2 separate regions of the Mus musculus genome follow, and region 1 is linked to region 2. The links are chromatin contacts, called in public targeted proximity ligation maps. All regions are on one chromosome and are shown on one strand. The core of a region is the stretch at or near the end of the contact, and the rest is flanking DNA. Distances in the headings are between cores, read along the strand shown. Region 1 overlaps Gm50212 (a long non-coding RNA gene). Region 2 overlaps Trpm6 (transient receptor potential cation channel, subfamily M, member 6).

What was found.
Region 1: a contact with region 2 is called in a targeted proximity ligation map of astrocytes, with 2.7 times the contacts expected there. A contact is called at or near these places in 1 of 484 Hi-C or Micro-C datasets (cortical neurons) and 2 of 130 datasets of targeted methods (astrocytes and stem cell-derived neural progenitor cells).

The regions. Positions count from the first base shown.
Region 1 is chr19:19,243,482-19,249,921 of GRCm38.p6, forward strand. Gm50212 (a long non-coding RNA gene) reads right to left here. Exons shown (of 3, transcript XR_003952876.1): 2 at 2,200-2,294; 3 at 554-778. Among named protein-coding and RNA genes, the nearest start is that of Gm25437, 29 kb to the right of the region's middle.
Region 2 is chr19:18,871,839-18,878,335 of GRCm38.p6, forward strand. It overlaps Trpm6 (transient receptor potential cation channel, subfamily M, member 6), which reads left to right. Exons shown (of 39, transcript NM_153417.2): 32 at 374-424; 33 at 1,991-2,056; 34 at 3,998-4,284; 35 at 4,915-4,997; 36 at 5,729-5,934. Among named protein-coding and RNA genes, the nearest start is that of Gm41814, 130 kb to the left of the region's middle.

The sequences.
Region 1 (6,440 bases), core at 2,195-4,694, 370 kb after region 2:
GACAACCGAGAAAAGGAAGATTGCTTCAAAGGAGCAATTCCTAGACAGTATCTGGCTTCACAGAAAGAATGGAAGCCAGAATCCAGCTTAATAATGCTTGGGATAAACTCAAGGAAACCTGGTGAAAAGGCATTGTGCATCTTGTAAAGATATTCTTCATGCATGAAGTTGAATTAAAGACATCTTGAAGCATTTTGTTTAATAGATCAAAATCCTTACCCATTGTTTATACTTATGGAAATGTCAGAACTCAAATATCATAGGCAAAGGGAAAAAGCAAAGTATATTGTATATTTACTGGTTAGTATAAGTAAATATTATCTATTTAAATAATTCTATAATATATATACGTAACATAGTATGACATTATATTTTATGTACATTTGTATACACACACATCCATATATTATGAAAATTCATAGATTTTTTGAGAGACCATTGTTAGAAAAAACATGATGCCTAATTAACTTTGATAGACAAGCCCAGGATGTGGGCAGAGTTGTAGCTTTGTTCAAATGTTCCAGTTGATAGGAGAGATGACAAGGGATAGCAATTTGTTTACACCAGTTTCTTTAATGTACGCAGAATACGGCACTGGAGAAGGATACGAACAGTCAGATATTGAGACCTGTTGTGCCAGAGCAACGCTCGGCAGGTAGGAGTACTTTCAGCCAATCGTGACAAACTCAGTTTCATCCGAGGTCCTCATGATGGAAGGAGAGAAAGTTGTCCACTGGCTCTGGCTTCCTCATGTGTGTAGTGGTACCTGCAAGTTCCTCTTTTCTCAGTCATGCAAATAAGTAATAATAAAGAAAAATTAATATCTCTAACATATTTATAGTTGAGACGAGAAAAAAAAAAACAGACTTCCTATCACATTTGAGTTTGCTGTGTCTCAGCTCAGGGGAATATAACAAACTACAGGGCCCACCAGTCAAGATCTGGCTTTAGTGATCCTGGGGTCTTTCATGCTTTCTATACTTCAGGAAATACATGTAAAACTGTCTAAGGCAATAGTGATATACACCTTATATCATGGGGAAAAGGGAGAGGAGGAAGCTCTGCCTGAGTGAAGTCCTGAAAAGGATAAGATGCTAAGAATCTACATGGACCATCCTTTCATCTCAGCTCCAAACTTTGTCTCTGTAACTCCTTCCAAGGGTGTTTTGTTCCCACTTCTAAGGAGGGGCATAGTGTCCACACTTCAGTCTTCATTTTTCTTGAGTTTCATGTGTTTAGGAAATTGTATCTTATATCTTGGGTATCCTAGGTTTTGGGCTAATATCCACTTATCAGTGAGTACATATTGTGTGAGTTCCTTTGTGAATGTGTTACCTCACTGAGGATGATGCCCTCCAGGTCCATCCACTTGGCTAGGAATTTCATAAATTCATTGTTTTTAATAGCTGAGTAGTACTCCATTGTGTAGATGTACCACATTTTCTGTATTCATTCCTCTGTTGAGGGGCATCTGGGTTTTTCCAGCTTCTGGCTATTATAAATAAGGCTGCTATGAACATAGTGGAGCATGTGTCCTTCTTTATCCAGGGATCCACCCCATAATCAGCATCCAAACGCTGACACCATTGCATACACTAGCAAGATTTTATCGAAAGGACCCAGATGTAGCTGTCTCTTGTGAGACTATGCCGGGGCCTAGCAAACACAGAAGTGGATGCTCACAATCAGCTAATGGATGGATCACAGGGCTCCCAATGGAGGAGCTAGAGAAAGTAGCCAAGGAGCTAAAGGGATCTGCAACCCTATAGGCAGAACAACATTATGAACTAACCAGTACCCCAGAGCTCTTGACTCTAGCTGCATATGTATCAAAAGATGGCCTAGTCGGCCATCACTGGAAAGAGAGGCCCATTGGACTTGCAAACTTTATATGCCCCAGTACAGGGGAACGCCAGGGCCAAAAAGGGGGAGTGGGTGGGTAGGGAGTGGGGGTGGGTGGGTATGGGGGACTTTTGGTATAGCATTGGAAATGTAAATGAGCTAAATACCTAATAAAAAATGGAAAAAAAGAGATGCTAAGAATCTGGGAAAATGGGCAAAGCATTTTCCCGTATGGGCCAGACTTGAAGTTGTATACAAACATTAGCAACTACAGCTTCCTCCTCCTGGATAATTACAACCTGAGACTCCTTACTTATTGAGATCTTCTCCAGAGACTAGCCAACTCCATCATGTCACCTGTGCTGGTTGTGATAAGCACACTGAAGTTCCAGGATGCAGTGGTAGGAGGTGTCATTCCATCAGAGGCCGCAAAGCAAGTGTCTGTAAGCAAACTGAGGACCAATGCAGGCATGAGCCAAAGTTCACAAGGTAAGTTCCTACATGCATGCATTTGGTTCTGTAGTGTGGCTAACTTTGCAAGATAATCATGAACAAAAATCATGGCAGAGACTTTAGTCAATAGGAATTTTATTGCTGATAGGTTTTTAAGTAAGGAATCTTTGATTGCAGGAAACAAAAGTGCAGGTGAGAGACAGGGGGGATGGATGTAATTTTCTCTGTTTTAGAAGCTGGTGGTTATTTCCACTGCAAAGAAAAAAAAAGAAAGGCAAACCAAAAGCAAACAAGCAATCCCCCAAAAAACCAAAAAAATAAAATAAAATAAAATCCCCAAACATTGACTATATATCAAGAAATTAAAGGGCAGTTCTTGGATAAAATTTAAGAAGTGCTAACTAAAGGCATTTTTAGTAAACTTTGAAGAAATATAACAGAAAAAATATTTTCAATGTGTAATTTACTTCAGAGGTATTAATGTAGTCTATAGTGATAAGGTTTACAAATTGTTCAGTCCCTCAAATTACATGGAAGAACACCACACCAAGAATCCCCAGGGCAGCTCAGCTCCCTGGAGCTTGTCAGCCTCAAACCTATGTCCACATGATGTAGAAGAGGTGTTCATGTCTGATCTGAAATCAAATTGTCAACATATGAATTTTGGAAATTGTTTTCAGAGAAAAGATAACTTTGTCAACTCACTCCTACTTCTGAAGTCAAGTATTTATTTATGAAAGGAAAAGAGCCTGATTATTTACCTAAATTCAAACCTGAAGCCACAGTGACTTGAGCAAAAGCCAGTGCCTTTATTCTGATGTTATTCAGACTTCCCAGCAAGTCTGCTGGACACTTGACAGTAGTAAGAATTTGATTTAACAGCTCTAGGCACTTCACGTGGATAAAAATTAGAAGGGGATGAAAATGGAAAACGTGTCTTTTCAGGAGGTAGGGTTGATCATTTTTCTTTCTGCCCTGAATCGGTAGACTCATGACACAAAATACTCTCTACTCACGCATTGTTTCACGTCACAGGTCAATTCCTGTTTCCAGAGTTTTTATGCCCACGAGTGAGAGAGCAGAGCTGACTCATAAATGGGCAGCACTTTTGCTTGTACTTTCAGTCCTTTCAACAAATGTAAATAGGTGACTCAGCCTCTTTACAAAGCACAATTCCAGAGTTCTGTGCAACCAAATCCTGTCTTTATGTCATCTCTTACCTCAGCACCCTTTGTGGAAGAGTTAGGAGGGGGAGGAGGCCGTTAGCAGGCATCCTGTCAATTGAGGTTGATTGCTCAAAGAGAAATGTAAACAGAGCAAGACAAAAGGTTTGCTTGTATCCATGGAAATCCAGTCTGGGCTTCATGGACTTTCAAGAGGCTACAACAGAGGACCAGTTCACACTGGATGGATAAGGGGTGGGGGTGGCAATGGGAAGCTGTAACAGTGATCAGAGAAATCTAGTAGTTAAGGCAGATTCTAGCCCCTAATAACCAGGAAGCAACATATAAAATCTAGCTGTGAGTCAAATATGACTCAGGGAGTGATACAGGCAGCTCAGTGTCTGAGAAATAAATGGCTCGATCCTAAGATTGGCAATCCTACTGAGTCAACCACAGCACCTACAAAGTCCTGGTATATTCATCATCAGTGTCGTCACCATCATTGTCCCACCCAAATGATTTAATTCCACAAGCCATTTTCACATTAATGATGGTCTTGCGTTCCACAGATGGCAGGTGGATATAGCTACAGTTCATTTTGTAGAGGAGGAAACCAAGGCACATAGCCATGAAATACTTTCTTTAAAATCATCAAGCTAGTTAGTAGCAGATGGAACCCCTTCACCAACACACTTAGGTTTCTAATACAAAAATTTAAGTATGAAATCGGCATCTTAATTTATATCCTATGCAAAAGAAATGAAACGTAGCATAGATAATTTCAGTAGAGACTACCATAGGATTGGGACAATGGAACATTTTCATTCATGGTAGGCTTCTTGTCCTTGACGGAAATCTTTTGTAAGCAAATCTCTTTTTTTTTTTTTTGGAACAATATATTCATTTGTCTCAAATGCATAAAAGAAGACATCAATTGTGGAGGAAGCTTCCAGAACCTACAGTGAAAAAGAAGTATCTTACTGTTCAGATTCATATATATATATATATATATACATATATATATATATATATATATATACATACATATGTATATATACATATATATACATATATATATATTGTGTAGGACAGCTTTGAATGAGGAACTTAAGACTCTTATCAGTCTTCTACCTAGATGAGAAATTCAGCAAGGAACTGGATCATTTAACTCAGCTTGGTCATATGTATGATTAAGCACTTTGGTTTGATCACTAAGGGCACACGCACTTGTACAATAACTAAAAATTAAATTCAACATACTCACTCTAGAGTACTAATTTGAATCATTTTATCAACTAAGAATATCACCTGCTTCATCACATAAACCAAGTTTTGGCCTGGGTAACTTCAAATTCAAATTCTAGTGCTGAACTTAACCAAGAGCTAAAAGCCCAAATCTATTACCATTTCTACAAATCTGACTTCATTTTATTTATCTCTAACAGGTGAAGAAGAGGGTATAGGGGAATTCATAGAGAAGATATTTGCTGAGAAGTAATCCACCATTTACTTCTTATTGTATTTTCCAGTGATAACCCAAAGAATACTTTAATTCATTTCATCAGACCCCAGGCTAGTAAATAACATGCTGGTGTTCTGAGTGCAGCTACTGTTGCTTTCTGCTCTAGACAATGTAGAATAAATGTTGCCAGGATCTCTGAAACAGACTTGCATCTCATAGGTCTGACATGTTACTTCATCTTTGTTCTATCCTTTGAACTGGATTTTTTGAAGGAAAGGCAGGGAAGAAATGGAAGTATGTGTTTCTACCCCACCAAACATGCAAGATATGCAAATATGCTCAATGAGACTATCCTGTTTTTCCTCACATCATTGTAGTTGTTTGCAATTTCTCAGGCTGTCCTGACATTTGTGTCATATGGAAAAGTGAAGGAGCAGAGGGAGACATCGATTTCCTGAAGAGGTCAGAGAGCATACCAGGGGACAGAGACTAGTCAGCAATCAAGCATGCTGCACACACTTTCATTAAGGCTCATGCCTTTCCAAACTGCAATCTTAATTTCTGCTCCTCACTGTTTATGTTGAAGAGGCTCCATTAAGGTTTATTTTAGTTCCCTTCTGTAAAGGACGAAAACATGACATTTTCAGATTAGTCCTGACCCAACATTTTAGGTTATTTTATGCCATCAAATTCTTATTCTAAGGTTCATCTTCTTTTACATGAAAGGAAAAAAAGCTCTTTCTGATGATTAAATAATAAAGAAGGCTGATTGTTTACAGACTCAAGTAACAAGACCCGACTGTGTGCTGTGATCCAATCTCTCTTTTAAATCTAGAAATTTGCATCCTACTTAATGGTGGCATCTGTTGAGAGGAGAAAATTTCCATAGCATGTCTCTATAACAGCCCCAAATCTTGTGGGAAAAAGGCCAGGAGAAAATTTTAAATGAATGCAAACCTCTTGGAAAAATACACTTAGAATCTTCCACTTGATGGGAACTTTGTTTGCAGACAGCAAACAGCCCAACTAGAAAACTCCAACAGCTGTTGCCTTTGGGAAGAATGTACCATTTAAGCATGAGCTAGTCACATCAGAATGACTGCAGGCTGTTGGAGCAGCAAATGCCTTCCTGCACAAGACAGTTATTACAGAGACCCCATGCCAAAATAATATTCCATTTTGTTATTTTTAATGATATTTTCTAAGACAAGGTATGAGGACTACGTGGAGCAGAGCTTAGCACCTTGTCAGCCATGTGCCATGAAGGTGATCAACTCGGTTGGCATTGTTCTGAGCAGGAATGTTCTGGATACCTTTAATTTTTACCTTATGTCTGTCAATTTGAGCATATCATTTATCTCTCTTTGGCAACTTTATTTTGGTGGGAGGATGGTAGATACCAGTGGACTGATCAAAAAGACTCTGAATAGAGTAAGGATGTTGGGTTGGGTAATGACCCATTAATCCTCCATAGGTTCAAGGTCACCTTTCTCAGGGGAGTGACATGATAGACTGTGACT
Region 2 (6,497 bases), core at 778-3,277:
TGTCTTTGCATGGTTAGGTGCATCTTGGCAAAGAACTCAGAGAATCATGCTTCTGGGATGTCATGATGGGCAGCTGTGTGCCTCCTGTAACCCAGAGGTGTAATTGGTTCAGAGGAAATATACTTTGAGGCTAATATTACCTGTCTTTCTCCAATTCCCCATATAAATATGCTTGGAGATATTGCACCGATGATTGGAAGCTGTCAGGATAGCAAGCAGCGCAATAATGCACGAAAGGATATTGGGCAAGCGTTTCTGAATAGTGGGAAGGTATTCCGGTTAAGCCGTTTAATAGTAACGTTGAAGGCAGTGTATAAACATGTATTTATCTCTAGCCAAGTAATTAAAATGCCAATCATTTCTATGATTGCAGAGATCTCAACCTCCTTAAAAAGCCCTCAAGAGCCTCACCACCATTATTCAGGTAGGAAGTGTGTGTGCACAGATGGGTCAACTGAGCAAAATGTGTGGGATTCTACACTTGTAAACATAAGCGTCCATCAACTCCACATTGTCAACACTGCTTCAATTCAGAAAATTATTTACTCGAATGGCTGGAATAATTAGACTCAAAAGAACAAGTTGTTGGGATTTAAGAAAATTCACATAAAAAATGTGCATGTGTGTTGGCAAATTTGGAAGAAGAAGCCCTTAGTGTCTAAAATTTCCTTGCAAGCTCAGTGCTAGCCAAAAGCCATATATTTTAGTGTTTTGAGCATCTTTCTTCGTATTGTTCCTTTTTTATTGCCATTCAGGGGCTTGAACTCAGAGCCTTGCTGGAAAAGTGGTCTACCACTGAGCTAAACCCCAGCCTGATCCCAATATTTTGAATTGGGAAAGGGCAGACTTGAAAGTCCTTCTTAAAGGTAGGTTTGTACCCTCCAGATCCCTCAGTGAACATAACCACTGAATAGAGGCCCCCCCCCCACAGAATAAGGCCAACAAATGTGCCTTGCAAAGATGCCATTTAGCAGAGATGCCAAGGATCTCGACTCTGTCATTAGGCAATGCTTCATAGCACTTCAGTTGTCTTTCTTTGAGAGTAGGAATGATTGTCCTTGCTCTTTCTGAGGGACAGTCTGCCAAAGGGCTAGTTGAGAATTAAGAGGCAAATGTTTTGAGATGCACACTAACTTAGACCAGCTGGACTTATGCCACGTTATGGTTCCTCCAGGGTCATAGCTCTCAGTGGGCGAGATAACACAAGGACAGGGCTTTTACTGAGTTTAACACTCAGTGTGAACAAGACCTTGCCAGCACTGTAATTACTGGTCTTATTATATGAAGGTCATTTGTTTAGGGTCCCATAATAAACTGTCTTATTCTGAATTCTCCTCTGTGGTGAATAATGGATCTGTGGATTCCTGCCTCCTCAGTCTAGGCTCCTATGACTGACTCCTCTAGCTCAGCAGTAATCTATTATTTTGACTCTAACTGCCAGCTGTAGAGAGTCTCTAGCGAGGAATACTGTAACTTGCACAGACTCTGATCTGTTAGGCTATGCCTCTTGGCAGGAAAATGCAGATCACTCGCTTCTAATTAAAATTAGTGTTCCATCCTCTCTGGGAAAAAGAAGGCAAACTCCACAAAACCAACAGTAGATGTCCCCACAGACCACTGTGCACTGAGTTTGCTTCGGAAAAAGGAAACTAGAGAATGTGGAACATAGATTAAAAACCATTTATAAGAAAGAATCATACATTATTTGAATTAGTGTCTCATTTGTTATTGGGAGAGAAAAGAGATAGCCCCTTCATAGACCATGTTATATAACCTCATATAAAAGTTTTCTAAGACTAAGATATCCTTTTGATTTAAGGTGCACTTTATATTTAAAACTATTATATATAATAGTTTTTGCTAGTGGGAAAAAATAAAGGATGCTTGAAATGAAATATTCTGGAATTCATGTGTATTCTTGTGTGTGTGGCTTTCTGTAGGTTTAATTGTTGATACAGTCCTAAAGTAGTCAATCTGTTTTTGTTTGCAGCCATTGAAAGGAATAATTTAATGAGACTGTCTCAGACCATACCGTTTACACCAATCCAGCTGTTCAGTGAGTAACATCTCCCTCCTCTCGAGGCTAGGCAAGGGTAGACTGAATGTCAGCGTGCAACAGAAAAGACACCATGTGCCTCGTTTGACTCACAAATTTTATTTTGTCCACGTTGTAGATTAAGGAGATTCACTTCCCAAAGTAGAGATTGTTAACTACTGTGGGCAGCATTTAGGGTCAGAAGCTGAGCCTGTGGGGCTGGGACCTCCATGGGTCAGCGGTTGGGAAGCAAGCGTGATCCTGCACCTGGCATTCAATGATTTGAGGCCGGACACACGCATCGGGAAGAAAAGAACAAACCAACCTTATATAATGAACACAGAAGAAAGCACGGCATGTCAGTATGCTGAAAGCTGACAGGCATGGGAAGAGAAATCCTTTGTTTGTTGTTTTATATTTGTTTGTTTTGTTTCACATCCGTGGATTGCTCTTTCCTCCGACTGCAAATGTAGCTTTTAAAATCTGGAGAAGTAAAGAGAAGCAAGTTCGAGTTAGCCAAGGGTACCCGAGGTTTTCTGCCTAGCAGAATGAAGCACAGTTGACAGTGTAACAAAGGTCCCTACACTGCCTTCCCTCCTCAGTCTCTTCTCACTGTTCCAATGGGGGAAAGACCAGGTTGGCTACTGATTGTTTATGCAGACGATTTCTTCTTCCTCTTGGCTCCATGGTTCATTTTGCAAATCAATAGCTCTTCTCTAAAGTCCTAAAGGAATTAGGACTCCAAAGAGCTCTTCAGTGGTGTTTACTTTGAGCATCAAGAATAAACATTTGAGAATATACCACACAGTCTCCAGAATTGATAAGGAACTAGATATGAGGTTGAGAGAATAGATTTGGTAACTTCATATGGTGTTCACAGAAAACAAACAAGGAGGCAAACAATAATAATAACATAGGGGATATCTGAAGTAAAGATATAAGGAAGGTATAAAAGGTATAAGCAATGGGCTACAACCGAGAGAGAACTTCTGTGTGGATTGTTACTCCTCTTATGCAGCAATAAGATACCCAAGCCCAGGGGTGAGCCCTTTCTGTTCTCTAAGCTTAAAGTGAGAGCAGTGTTTTATGGATTCAGTATTTTTAAGTGGGGCTAAGTCTGTTCCTGAGGTCCTAGCTTGCTCTAAGCCTGATGACATATGTAATCTGTACAGCAAACCACTGAAACAAATGTTATCATTCATTCTTGCTGAGGAGGAAATGGAGGGTTTCAGTAGCTTGCTGACAAGCTCAAAAGCTCAGGGTATGAACTTGCAATCGAGTGACTTCCACTGGGTAAAAACATGCATTATTGGTGAAGTAAAATTACCCTTTGCAGAGCAGGAGAAACAAGCAAAACCACACCCAGAAAACAAAATCCATCATGTTGTTTATGTATAAAAGCATGGATAAACATATAGATATGTGTATATTATATGAAGGATAGTTGTAAAACTGCTTGCTCCTTAGGGGGCTAGTAATGAATAAATACAGGTTAAATTGTTTCCATAGATATATTTGTCTCAAGCCAGGGTGTCATTATCACATGCCTATAATCTCACCACTCAGGAGGTAGGGCAAACGGACCAAAGATTTGGAGCTAGTCTGTGATATGTAATGATTGCTAGCTAGGTTAGCCTTAATTATAAAGCAAATCATGTCTCCAATAAAAAGTCTAACAATGCTGACATATTTATACTGCTTTTAATACCGATAACTAGTTAGTTTATAGTAAGTACAACTTAATTCTTATATGCCATTTGATGGTTTATTCCTCCTTACCCTCCCCACCTTCACTGGAGGGCAAGTCAGGCCAATTTGTACCTTGACTCTGCTCTAGCTCCTGCTAGCTGTACCCTCCTTTGATGACAGACACAGCTGAACAGATTCTGAGTTGATCTTCAGGGCACCAAGCACACTCCAGACCCCGTATTTTATTTAACTGGCTTTCACTTCTTATTGCAGCAGGAGAGGAAGTGACCATCTACAAGCTTGAAGAAAGTTCTCCTCTGACCCTGGATAAGAGCATGTCCTCTTGGTCGCAGCATGGCAGAGCTGCCATGATTCAGGTGCTGTCACAAGAGGAAATGGATGGGGGTCTCCGCAAAGCCATGCGAGTTATCAGCACCTGGTCTGAGGATGATGTTCTCAAGCCTGGGCAGGTTTTCATTGTGAAGTCTTTTCTCCCCGAGGTTGTGCAGACGTGGTATAAAATCTTCCAGGAGAGCACTGTGCTTCATCTTTGCCTTAGGGTAAGCCAGAACCTTAGATACCGAGATCCCAGAAAGGAGAACATAACAACACAGAGGTCTTTGGCTACATCTTTATCTAAGATGGATTTTCCTCAACTGAAAAAGAGTCTTTTAGTTTTGGAAGGTGGTAGTTTTTTTTATTTTTGTTGTAAAGGACATTTGCTTTGTGGGTAGAGTGGTAGAAGGTAAATAATATTAAATGTTGGGCAGTCTAGAAACCTGGCACTGTGCCTCTTCATTATAAGAAGAATTCCTATTAACCTCTTCTCAGCCCATTAGACATTAGAAATACCAGACCCATGGGAAAGTTCTCCAATGGTGCTTTTTGGGTTCTTCCTTCCATAGTTATACAGGCTGATATAAAGATCTTTTATAAGCAAGACTATGTATGTTAGTGAACAATTATTTAAATTTTTTGGGAATTTAATAAATGCTGTATTTACAACATTGCCACTTCTGTCTCCCTCTCCAACTTCTCCCATGTCCTCTGATACTGTCCCAAACTCATGTCTTTTCCTAGAATTATACGAGTAACTGACATTGATCACATATGCATTTGGTATATATATTTTAAATAATTCTTTCTCTCTCTCTCTCTCTCTCTCTCTCTCTCTCTCTCTCTCTCTCAAGGAAATTCAACAGCAAAGAGCTGCCCAAAAACTCATCTATACCTTTAACCAAGTAAAACCACAAACCATTCCCTATACACCAAGGTGAGTAAACCTGGCACTGTGGCTCTTCATTATAAGAAGAATTCCTATTAACCTCTTCTCAGCCCATTAGACTTTAGAAATACCAGACCCACGGGGAAGTTCTCCAATGGTGCTTTTCGGGGTTCTTCCTTCCAAAGTTGTACAGACTGGTATAAAGATAATTAGATGTTCCAGACATACCTTGGCTTAAGTTCCTAAAATTATGCGAGTGGAAAAAAGTTCAAGCAGATTGATGATCAACATTTCAATTAGGTGAGACAGGCAGATCCTGGGTGCAGTTGCTAATGCCCAGGGGTATTATGGCCCCAAATCATGTCTATTTAAAGCTTAGTTACTTCCCTAGCATCCTAAACCAATTAGGAAGTTTGTAATCACGAATACTCACAATTTCCCCTGGGGTGTCTTGATATGCTTGTATTCACTTATCAAGGCAGATCATAATTTGGTGTGGAGGAATTAGAATAAAGCCTTTCCCCCCTGTTTTACAAGAAATTTTATAGAGCCTGGCAAGAAAAATTGGACTCGGTACTCATAAAATAGTTGGAAAGTTTTCTCAAAGAAAAGGGAGGCAAGTAAGCATGGGAACAAACCTCCCAGCTGTCTTTTTCCTTCCTTCCATAGAAAGGCCAAGGTTTGGTGATTTGTGCAGCCGAGTGCTCTGTAGGGTAGCTGCCATGCTTGCTATATTGTGTGTGAGTTGGGGCATCATTGGCTTCTTTTGTTCCTCACAGGTTTCTCGAGGTTTCCTTGGTCTACTGCCATTCAGCCAACCAATGGTTAACCATTGAGAAGTACATGACAGGGGAGTTCCGGAAATACAATAACAACAATGGTGATGAAATAGCTCCCACCAATACCCTGGAAGAACTGATGTTGGCTTTCTCTCACTGGACCTATGAATATACCCGGGGAGAGCTGCTGGTTTTAGATTTGCAAGGTAATTAATTGAAAATGTAGAGTTTCCAGAAATCTTACAAGAACTAGGATGGACACATGGAGGTGTTCTACCTAGCTTGGTAGAGAGATTTAGGTGTTTAGTTCAGAAATATTGCACACTGATGAACATGAGTACCCAGTTTGCTGTTTTCTTCTTTGAGGGGAAAATGTAGGCACAGAGTCATGCTTAGATCTTAAACATTGAACTCAATGGGTAATGGCTTTTGTACTTTGTTTTGGTGTTACCCTTTGCCTTGCCTTATGCTTACCAGAAAATTTAGATTTGTATTCACATACATGGGGAAGTTTAAATTCTGGATACTTTTCATTATATGGAGTTTATTGCCTTGGTAATTTATAATTTAGCTTGCCTTCTTTGATATATCCCTTGATATGACAGTTCAGGGAAGTCCTTGGCTCCAAAAAAGGGCTGCAGTGCACTCTTATTTAATGGAAGCCTTTGATCAGAGAATTTCCCACTATCCCCACCTCCTGCTGGATGTCTAATTCCACAGAACATCAGAGCGTCTCCAGCAGGCTTTCCTTGTAAGGAGGACACAGAAT